2 separate regions of the Oryctolagus cuniculus genome follow, and region 2 is linked to region 1. Evidence: chromatin contacts called from public Micro-C data. All regions are on one chromosome and are shown on one strand. The core of a region is the stretch at or near the end of the contact, and the rest is flanking DNA. Distances in the headings are between cores, read along the strand shown.

Region 1 (5,356 bases), core at 1,577-4,076:
CACGTCTGAGAGCTGCAGGCTCAGGGCGATCTCATTACAGGAAAAGCTCTGCGTGTCGTGACACACGCGACGACTCCCGAGTGGGGTAGGCAGGAACATCCCCATTCCATTTCCCTCACTTTAGCTCCACTCTACTATCAAAGAGTAATGCTGACCGAAATGTTCCTGCCGTTTCCATTTAAATCAATTCTTAAAAAACGGCTCAGATGTCGATGGGAGGGGACAGGACTCCCCAGAACTGAGCCGGTGCCCTGTTCTGGCTTTCCTGGGGACTCCCCAGAGACGCCAACTCACCAGCAATCTGTTCTTCGGTCAGTTGATCAGCCTAGAGAAAGAAAAGGTTATCATTAAATCCATGACAGCCAGAAGCAATCGGTACCACCTTCCCAGGAGTTTTAATATTGTGTTGAAATCCCTGGTTTGAGACCATCAATGCTCTCAGCAATGACAGCCATTAAAGGAAGCGCTCTGTGCCGCTTCGACAACAAGGATGGAAAGTGACAACATCTGCTCTCCACTGGGTCCAACGCCTAGCGCACACTCCGGGCTTCCCTGGGGACGAGGATCAGCGCACAACGTGAAAAGGGCGCCTCTAGCGGCGGCCGGCGGCAGTGCACAGCGGGCCCCGAGAAGGACGAGCGCCACCTACCGCGCCACCAGCTGCCATCCAAGGGGGACCCAGCCCAGCCCAGCCCAGCCCAGCGCACGGCCACTGCGGCCACTGCTGCCGGCTGGCGCGGGACCCTGTCCAGCTGCTGGAGTACCCTGCGCAGTGCTCCGGGCCTTCGGAAACCTCCAAACTGGAAGGTTGTTACGTAATGGCATTGGGTTGGATTAAAAGGCTTTTCTACCCCATTTTATGAGAAATAATTAAATGGGGGGAAAAAACCAACAACGCAGAAATGGGCTACCCCACCGACTTCATGTCCACGTAATGCATGCTTTCCAATCGTTTAAACACGCAGCTATTTGTTAAAAGCCTACTGCTCGCAACGGCTAATGCCCTTGCACAAATTACCCCGCGACTCAGAAGCCAGAAAAAGACTGGAACCACCTCAGCGGCACCGTGCGAATCAGGTGCACGGGGAAGCGCTCGAGCGCCCGGCCGCAGTGCGCACGGCCGGCATCCCCGCCCGAAGAAGGCAGGAGAGCCGCTCCCGAGCGCACCCGCCACGCGCGGGGCCGCGAATCTCTGCTCCAACAGAACCCGGGCCTGCGGGTCCGCGGCAGAGCACAGCCAGCGCGTCTGCATGGACATACATATTTTAATACAGGATGCCTCGCGAAGCCAGTTACCAAGTCAGCCCTGAACACGGCTGAGGCGTTGGGTTTATCCTCGCAAACGCAAACTTTCCCGGCTCCCGGATACCCGCTCGGGGGTGGGGCGGCGTGCGGGGGGCGGCTGGTTTATTTTATTTTTTTGCGAATTGCAAGCAGGTCTTCCTCTTTCCCCGATCTCTCAAGCCTGAATCTCCTTTCAGATCGCATGTAGACGGCGCGCTGGTTTATGTAACGTCAGGGCACCGCCTAGCTCGCAGCACCCTGTCACCTCGCCGGCCTCGGGGTGGACGCGTCCGGAACCCGGCCTGCCACGCCGGACAACGCTGCCCGCCCAGGGACCCAGGGCGCCCTGCAACACACGCCCCGCGGGGCGCACGGCCGCCTGTGGCCGTGCAGGGGCCGCGCAGACGTGCAGACCCCGCTCCCCGCCCCGCACCTCCCACCCGCGTCTGCTCCCCGGCCCGCCCGCCCCCGCCGCCTCCCGCAGCAGAAACTTTGCGTCTCTCCTGGAAACCGAGCCGCGCGCCAGCTCCCGCCTCCCCCGCCCGCCCCAATTAGCGCGCGCGCCCCGCGCCTCCCGCGGGAAGGGGCCCCGCACGCCCGGGCCGCGGCTGCCCCGCGCAGGGGGCCGCACGAGCGCCAGCTGCCCCGCAGGCCCCGCCCGGGCGCAAGGGGCCGGCCTGCGGCTTCCGCCCCTCGCCCCGCGCCTTCCTGCCCCCACCCCACCCTTCCCCGGCTCCTTCCTTCCCAGCCCACGCCCGCGCCGCGCGCCCCGGCAGGACGCAGGGCACCGCCAGGGGAGGACGCCCCCCGGCAGGACGCAGGGCACCGCCGCCGGAGGAGGACGCCCCCCGCCCCGCGCGCCCCGGCCCATTCATTCTCCGCCGCCGCCCTCGCGCCCGGGGCGGGGCGGGAGGGGCAGCACCGGGGGGCGTCCGGCGTCCGGCCCCGCCCGGCTCCCCCGCCCCCGGGGCCCGGGCGCAGTGCTGCAGGCAGCCCGGGTGCGGCGCGCTGGGTGCAGTGGGTGCGGGGCTGCGGGGGGGATGCGGAAGGCCCCGAGGCAGCGGTGCCCGCAGCCACGGCCCGCACGCAGCTCCCCGCCAAGTTCAAGGGGGGGGGTGGGGACCCGTTTAATGAGGACCCCCGGCGGAGGACGCCAAGACGCAAACGCGAAACGCATCGTCTCCTCACCGCAGCTGCTGCGTAACGCCCGGAAAGGAGGTGTGGGGGGAGGGACCCAACCAAGGGGGCAAAAGACCAAAACTGAACATGCGGGGAGACCTCGGGCAGCCGCTACGCCGGCCGGGTGCCACCGCCGACCTTACCATGGCGCGGGCGAAGGGAGCGCGATCGGAGGGAGCGAGGCTGGCTGCACCCGCGCAGGGGCTGTGACGGCGAGGGGGCCTCCCGCTGCTGCTGCCGCCGCCGCCGCCGCTGAGGAGCCGAGTGCGCTCCGCGCTGTGCCGCCGCCGCCGCCTGCGCCGCCGCCCGACTGCGAGTAACGGCGCCGCGTCCACGAGCCTCCCAGCGCCACTGCCGGAGCGCGAGCCGGCGCCCCGCCGTATATATATAAGGCACGCCGTATCCCTCCGCCGCGGCGGGGCCCGCCTGGCGCACGGCGGCGCTGCGGCGGCCGGGCCTCGCGCGCCGGCCCCGCCCCCAGGCCCGCCCGGCCTCCCGCCGCCCCCTGCGCGCGCTCCGCGGCGGGCCCAGCCCGCGCCCGGGCCCGGGAAGGCGGCGGGGGGCGGGGGCGCGGGGTCCTGAGGGGACTCGCCTCCGCGGCAGGACCACCCCGAGCCCCTCACACGGCCGGACCTGGAGGAGGTGGCGGCTCCGGGAGTCGGAAGCCGTGCGCCCCGCGGCCCCTGCCCCACCCTTCCTGTGCGACCCCTCCCACCTCAGCATGGCCAGCGTCCCCGAGGGTCGCCCCTCTGTCTGGGCTCCTCAGGGTCCGCTTCCAGTTCGGGGAGGTCCGGGGGCTGGCTGCGGTGCGGGCGGCTGCGGGGGGTGGGGGCAGAGGAAGGGTCCGCACACCCTCAGCTGCCGAGCGGAGAGGGGTCTGTCGGGGGGCATTGGCGCCGGTCCTCGTGGGAGAAATTGGTCGGCGTTTCGCTTTTCAGGTTTTTGAGAAATAGCTGAGGAAGATGGTCATTTACGCTCGATTGGTAAATCTGCGTCGTGCGCATATGCTTAGCAAATTGTGGGTTTTTTTTTTTTAACGTTTCCACCGGATTTTTAGAGGATGTCGGGGGTATCTCTCCCCTACCGTCTGGTCCTCATTTTCCTCTGGAAAATACCACTCGTCCAGGCTCCGGTCTTACTAAAGTGAATGTACCTGTGCGGCTACTGTGAGGCCTTACCACTCATGCTTTAAATTCTTCACACTTTTCCTGGTGGGAGAGGGATCCGAATCTTTTTATTCATAAATCCATAGACCGAAAAAAGAATACTTAGGACGCCCCTAGATTACAGCCGGACCGCAGGCCGATTTGTGGAACTAGACTTGAGTATTAACCTGCAGTCTCGATGCTACTGCTTTTAAAAGAATCATCTTCGTTAAAATCAGTTTGCTGGGGCCATTTTTCTGGAAACCAGACGAAGGGCACTCCAGTCGTGAAGTCGAAGCCCAGGGCTCCTGGAAACCTGGGCGACATGCTGCCGGTTCTCCTGCCAAGGCAGACCACAGAATTTGATCTTTGTTTACAGGGCCCGGGCAACCGCAGCGGGTTATCGGTTCCCTTCCAGAGAGCGTGGCAGAGGGCTTCGCTTCGCCGTGTTTGCCTCTGGCCCTGACAAACTCCGCAGAAAGAAGTTGTTAGAGGACGGGCCGTGTCCGGCTCCTGGGCTGGGCTCAGGCCGCTCAGCATCTGTGGCGCTGCAGGCCGCGAGCCTGGGACACCTCGGCAGGTGTCAAAGGTCCTACCCCGCCGCCACCCCCGGTGATACCCCTGTGCTCACCAGAGAAAACCCTAGTGCGAATCAACAGCACGTATTGATGAGAGAACTGGAAGCGAGGAAATAGATGGCGAGAAAATAGGAAGGCGAGGACTACCCCATAATCCAGTGAGCTGTGAGTCTAGATGGCCAGAATCATTAAACTACTTTGTTTACAAGGGAATTTGTATTCCATCTATTGGATTTTTCATGTAGTTGTTAAATACATTTTTAAAACGTGATATGCATTTCTAAATTCAGAAAATCAAACGAGTTTAATTTTTAAGGATGGGCTAGTTTCTAGTAGTCTTCCATTCCTTATAATTATTTTGGTTAAGTTACTGCAATTTATGATTTTGTTAAAAAAATTTTTTTTGAAAGATTAAGATCTTCCTTCTGCTGGTTCACTCCCAAATGCCTGCAATAGCAAGAGCCTGGCCAGGCTGAAGCCGGAAGCCAGGAGCTCAATCCAGGTCGCCTTCATGGGTAGCATGGACCCAACTACTTGAGCCATCACTGTTGCCTCCCAGCGTGTGCGTTAGCTGGAAGCTGGCATTGGAAGTAGAGCAGGTCTCGGACGCATACGCTCTGCTATGGGATGTAGGGGTCCCATGTGGTGTCTTAACCACCGTGCTAAATGCCTGCCCCATACATTCTATAATTTTGAAAGTCAGGCATTCTCTAAAAAATAAATTATTTGTCTGTCACTTAACATTATTTCACCCAAGTAAAGTACTTGGAAACTTTTTCATTATTTTACTTGCTAAAAGCTGTATGGTTCAGAATTATTTTTAACTGTTCTAATAAAATTTATTTTTTCGAGTCTTCATATTCTACAAACTAGAGCTCTCTTCTGGTAGCTCTTTAAGGTATCAAAGCACATCTTAGCTTTCAAGTCTGGGGGTTTACAATGAGGTCATGCTTTACCCAGTTTTATGGCTAGTTTGACACACTGAAACATAAGAAGGCCAAGTGACTCGCCCCAGGGCTTCCCGTGAGTCAGTGATGCGGCATAAAACAGAGCTAGCACTTGCTCACCAGCCCTCCTAGTAGATCATACATCAGGGAAACAGTATCTGAAACTTGTAAAAGTACTGTGTTAGAGATTTGTCTATTTCATAACACATTTTCTTGACTGCAG
Region 2 (5,485 bases), core at 99-2,598, 150 kb before region 1:
TTGTTCCAATGCTCAGTTACGTGCCACACAGAAGCTCCTAGGGGGAAGGGAGCTACAGGGAGCTCCTTCCTCCCAGGTGCTCATCCTCAGGTGGCAGCCGCTGCCCTGAACACACCCACAAAGTGGGCGGAAGTGGGGCTGTCACTCAAACAAACCATACCAAGAAACATACCAACCCCGCCTCTCCGCTTGTTACAGGATCCAAACGCTGCTTTGAAGGCAACCCCCAGCTTCACACAGTGTCCTTTTTAGTTTGCTTCTTAAAAATAGGCCTGTTCCCTTAATGCAGTGCCCAGGGGCTATTGGCAGCTTTGTTTTTTACAGAACAATTGATTTTTCCATTGACTTCTGCTGCGCTCATTGTATTCCAACGGCCTCTTACAGTTGTGGCGTGGCACTGGGTCTTTTCTGTTGCTTCCTGGCGGGCCCTGTGTTCCTTCAAACCTCTGAAGATGGGAGTCCCGGCTCTCCCAGTGAGGCACTGGGGATTGGTTGCTTTAGTAAGTGGGTGTGGCCAGGAGCGCCCGTGGGCCATCTGCCGGATGCAGCCCGTGCATCCCAAGCAGAGCTGACTGCTTAATTTAGGAAGCTGTGATTCACCTGCCTCCCCTCGGTGAGTGCCTAACCAGTAACCAGGTATCTTCAAGAAGCCCGAGCACCCAAGAATCCCTTCTCTTTTGCTATAGATTGCACAGTAGTTGGAGAGGGAGCAGACATCTGACAAACACAGAATTTCCTGGTTTAAATTGCAGCGAATTTGAACCCCAGACCTTCCACCAAGACAAGCAGATCTCCAAGGCCTGCTGCCCCGGCCCTCCCAACTGCTGGGATCCTGATGAGGGTTAACGTGTGGAAGGATCTGAAACCTGCCGGCTGGATTATTTTTTCCCTTCCCTTTGGAATTTCCTGCTCTGGGAACAAAACACGTTACACAGATTGGCTGGCTCCTGTGTGCTGGGTGAATGCTGGCGTGTGGAGGGGAATGCCCAGTCGGCCTTCCTTTGGTTTAGGAAAAAAAAAAAAAGAAAGAAAACCATTGTTAGTGGGAAAATGTCGGTCATTCTTGAAGTGAAGCCTGAGTCCTGACAGCCAGACTTAACAGTTGGAAGGTTATTAGAACTCTGTTTGCTTTCCTTAGCCTTGACTTTGATTTCCCAAATGTTTTGTTTCTCGGTTTTAATTTTTGGTTTGATTTGTTGTTCCAAGGCAGCTCACCAGAAGCATACTTTCATGGTTTTCCCTCCCTCTTTTCAGTTAGTAAGTAGCTTGCCGACTCGTTCACCCTTCCGAGCTCCCCAGAAGCACACTGCCCTCCACCGTGGAATGTGCACTGTGGTTGTTGAGTGTTGGGGATGCTGAGATGGTGTGGACGTCCCGCTGCCGCCTGCCTGCCCACTCCCGCCCGCTCCGCCTCCTGGGGCCCGGCTTTCCTGAGATTCCAATGCATTCTGCCACAGCTGGGGTTCCATTGCCGAGGAGGGAGGCAGTACTGGTCCAGGGAGGACTACAGCAAAGGCAGTGTACCGCCCACCCAAAGAGGGGAACTGAGGGGAGGGCTGCCACCCTCGGAAACTCTAGGCAGAGGGAACCCACTGCCTCTTGCCATCCCTATCCAGGGCAGCCATGACCAATGCACACAAGAGCAGTCGTAGCCATCAGTTTTCCTGGAACAAGCTAAGTAGGCCTCATAAAACTTAAAACTGCATCTGCCAAGATTTCAAGGAGACTGCACATTCCCTTGCAGGTAGGAGCCGTGCTTTGCATGGTGGTTTGAAGCCATTGGTAAATTGTCACATTTCCCAAAGACTAGCTCTTGGACCGCCGATTCTTCTTGTCTGATATTTTGGGGCAGTAGTCGTCTCCCGCCTAGAGGTTCACAGTGCTCATAACACATTAGGGGCACCAAGAAGCCCTGAGATGGAAAGAATCCAAGACTCTGTTTGACCTAATGTTTCCAAGCTAATTCCATTGCTCCTCTCCCCACTCCACCATGACTGCGTTTTGGGAAATGCTGATAATGTACATGGGAATCCAGTGCACACTTGAACCATCTGAACCTTCTGCTTGTGGTCTCAAGAGCTGGTTCCCCTGCTCAGACTAGATGTGCCTTTATTTCTGGCTCAAAAACATCCCTTAATGGAAGAGATCTGTTCAGTATTAGCGTCTCACTCAGATTCTTCATAAAGAAAGATTTCACTGCCAAGTTCCTTTCACTGTCATCAAAAACACTTGCTTTTTGGAAAGATGGGCTCCTTGGAAATCTTCAAGCAGCCCTTGCTGGTTAAAGGGAGACCTGATAGGTTTATGTGAGGGACTTCAGTACTTTCCGAAGAAACAGCTGCATCACTCTGAAAGGCCAGGACCCGGAGCCCAGGGCCAGTCCTGGAGGGGCCCAGGCACCTCCTTTAAACTCCTGGGACTTTAGTTCCCGTGTCTGTCAAATTGCAGGTTTGACTACAGTTCCGTGAACACACACCTGCAGGAACTGAGCCTGACCTTCGGCGCCATCAGGTGCCTTCTCCCTGAGTGGCAGCCAGGATGGAAAGCAGGGACGTTGGTGAGCAGGCCTTGAACCAGTCACTTATTTGAAAGGCAAAGCGACAGAGAGACAGGGAGAGACAGAAAGACATCTTCCATCTGTGGGTTCATCCCCAGCATGGCTAAAACAGTCAGGGCCGAGCCAGGCCAAAGACAGGAGCCTGGAACTCCATCCGGGTCCCCAACGTGGGTGGCAGGGGCCCAAGGACTTGGGCCATCTTCTGCTGCTTTCCCAGACCATAGCAGGGAGCTGGATCAGAAGTGGAGCAGCCAGAACTTGAACAGCTGCTCCGATATGGGATGTCAGCATCGCAGGCGGCAATTTCACCTCCTGCACCACAGTGCCAGCCCCAGTAGCCCCATTCTGGAGTGCTCCCACAGTTGTCATTTTAGAGAGAAATGTGTGTTGATGTTTTATTCTCCTCTGCAAGCACACGCTAAAACCAAGATTGCAACTAGGTTTTTGGCTCAGTTTTTCCCATCGCTGATTCTGGTAAAAGTGCTGCTCCCTTCGGCAATCAATCACCAGGAGAAGAGAATGAACAGATCAGTGAAAGACACACCTCTCAAGTGAGCGCAGATTTAGAGGCCAGTTCAAGACAGGGGTGTTTTTCTTTCCATGTGGTTAGCACTTTATTACTGACTGTATTTTCTAATGTCCAGGAAGTGACTAGTCAGGTAGCATATTTCACCCCCTGCTCCTGCTAAGTAGAATCAAGTGGTTTAAAAAAAAAAATCCATGTACATGTGAAAACATTACTCACCATGTTTGAGGGCTGGCAGTTTTTAAATTTCAGCCCTAATATATATAACCTTTTTAAACATAACCTTTTCTTGCTATTTCAATCCAATTTAAATTAATATAGTTCTCCTTAATTAGTTCTGTGGTGCCTTTGTTTAAATAAGATTGAATGGAATTATAGGAGATTGACAAGTCAACCATCAGTAGCACTCAGCCTCTCATGGATGTTGTGGCGTGTGTGTCTGGAATTAGAATTCCATCATCCCCGTGGCACGGCACTCAAAGCCTCGTGACCGTGTAGGGAGAGGAGGGTTTAGGTAGAGACGGAGCATCTGCCCCGTGTAGTCCTCCAGAAGGTACTATCTCCAGCTTCGACAGCTGGTGTCTCCCCCCACGCTTGTGCACGGCTTCCTCCCACGCTTCCGTGTGTGTGACCACCTGCCGGCAGCATGCGTGCTGGCCCCTGCATGGCTTCTGGGGACGACGTGGCTCCGTCCCTCCTGCCTCCATGGGATCCCTCCCTATAGCTTTCCCTGGGAACAGTTCTCCCCTCCATCCAGGAGATGACCCGTCCTGGGAGGTTTCAGCTGTGATGGGCATTCTGTTCAAGTCATTTGGGAGTGGGATCTCGTCCATTGCCCTGGGGAGTGTGTACTTAGAATTGTGAGTGAGAAGAACCCACAGCAGGAGACACCACTATCAGTGGGACTGGGTGGAAGGCAGCGGGGGCCAAGCCACCATCAGACACGCCACCGAGAGGGGCATGGGCGCTGTCACAGAAGTGGAAATATAGAAGGGAGACATGGGCTGGTGCAGTGTGAACACACACACACAACCAGCCTCTTCAGCAAGAGAACCACCTACAGCAAAGATGGGAGTGGTCCCAATTCCTAGGGAAGGGTCACCAAAATTCTTAATTTTTTTTAAGCACAGAGGAAATATGGCTAACTGAGCACTGAGATGAGAGTACTCTCCTATGCCTTCCTCTCCCTTCAAAGAAGAGACGACCGTTGCCCCTCTCCGGGCCCCCGCGCAGCACCGTCAGCCTGGTTCTTCCAGCGCAGGCAGCAGGTGTGCAGAGGGCGCTGGGCTGCCAGCTGCCTGCACTGCTGCACCACTCCATTCCCAAGCCCTGTGTTGAGACACAGAAATTCTTTTCCTGGTAAAAGTGAAATGTCTCGAGCCAGGCCCACCGGCAGAATGCTGAGTCATTGAGACCGCTGTTCAGTGCTCAGCGTCTTCAGGAGACGAGCGGCTGCTTTTCCCTTCTTCGTGTAACCAGAGGGCACGGCTTCTAAGAACTGGAAGCTGCATGCATGCTATTGGCAGGTGCCGTCTGGGGACTGAGGGCTACAGCAGAGTGGTTTCTGCATGCCCCGCCCAGGAGCGGCTCAGTGTCTTCAAAATCTGTGGCGAGGTCAGGTATCTGCTGCGGGGGCCTCAGGCAGAAAGCACGTGGGGGACTGAGATGGTACTTGGGGTGCGCGCATGTGTGCATCTGTCCCCCATGTGCGTGCACGGGAGGTGAGTTACTCCTCCAGGGCTGGGGAGCACAGAGCCTCCCAGAAGCCTGGGCAGCCACTGGAGCAATGTGTCTGCGGATTCTTTCCCCATCCCAGTTGTCCCTGGCTCCTGGCACACGGGATGTGCACCGAACCACTAGGTGGGCAGGGTTCATCTGAGATCTGGTTCCTCTTCTACAAGCCGTGAAGGCCCGAGGGGAGAGGCCGTTCCGTGCCACAGGACAGTAAGGGGCCGCCGGAGTAGGAGCGGAGCCTGTAGTCAAAGTACAGTTGAGCAAGCACAGCCAAGCCACTCCCTGACGGTGACGCTTTGCCGAACAGAACCATTCACTCTGCGATCCTGGTGAATGGTGAAATGTTGTTGCCCTGTCAGGGGCTGGGTGAAACTGACCACAGGTGCCTTTCTCCACATGTGGGAAAGCGTTTTTGGAAAGGCTTCGGCTGCAGAGGCACCAGTGTGCCGCTGGGGGCAGCTTTCGCTGCAGCCTTGGTTCTTGGTCCTCTGGGCCATGGAGAAAAGGCATTGCACCCAGGTCCCAGGGCCTCTGCAGCTCCCCCAGTCCCGCTCTGTCACCCACAGAGGTAGTCCAGAGAGAGCCAGGATCCCTCTGCTCCATGGCCTCATGTGCCCTTGGGCAGTTCAGCCACAGACTTGAGTTCATGCTCTTCCCTGCCTGCAGCG

Evidence for each region. Hi-C and Micro-C count contacts between places; a contact is called where the count stands out from the background.
Region 2: a contact with region 1 is called in a Micro-C map of ear pinna, with 2.6 times the contacts expected there. The contact joins the enhancer-like site here to the promoter of CALM1 in region 1. A contact is called at or near these places in 2 of 6 Hi-C or Micro-C datasets (ear pinna and an unstated tissue).

Annotation. Positions count from the first base shown.
Region 1 is chr20:35,971,323-35,976,678 of mOryCun1.1, reverse strand. It overlaps CALM1 (calmodulin 1), which reads right to left and starts at 2,826. Exons shown (of 6, transcript XM_051826152.2): 1 at 2,607-2,826; 2 at 295-325. The coding sequence starts at 2,609.
Region 2 is chr20:36,119,999-36,125,483 of mOryCun1.1, reverse strand. All of the region lies in intron 19 of TTC7B (tetratricopeptide repeat domain 7B), which reads left to right. Among named protein-coding and RNA genes, the nearest start is that of CALM1, 150 kb to the right of the region's middle. Within about 2 kb of position 1,348, at least 3 of the 8 cell types and tissues checked have an H3K27ac peak or open chromatin away from gene starts, as enhancers often do. A contact at or near this core is called in ear pinna, where this site is marked.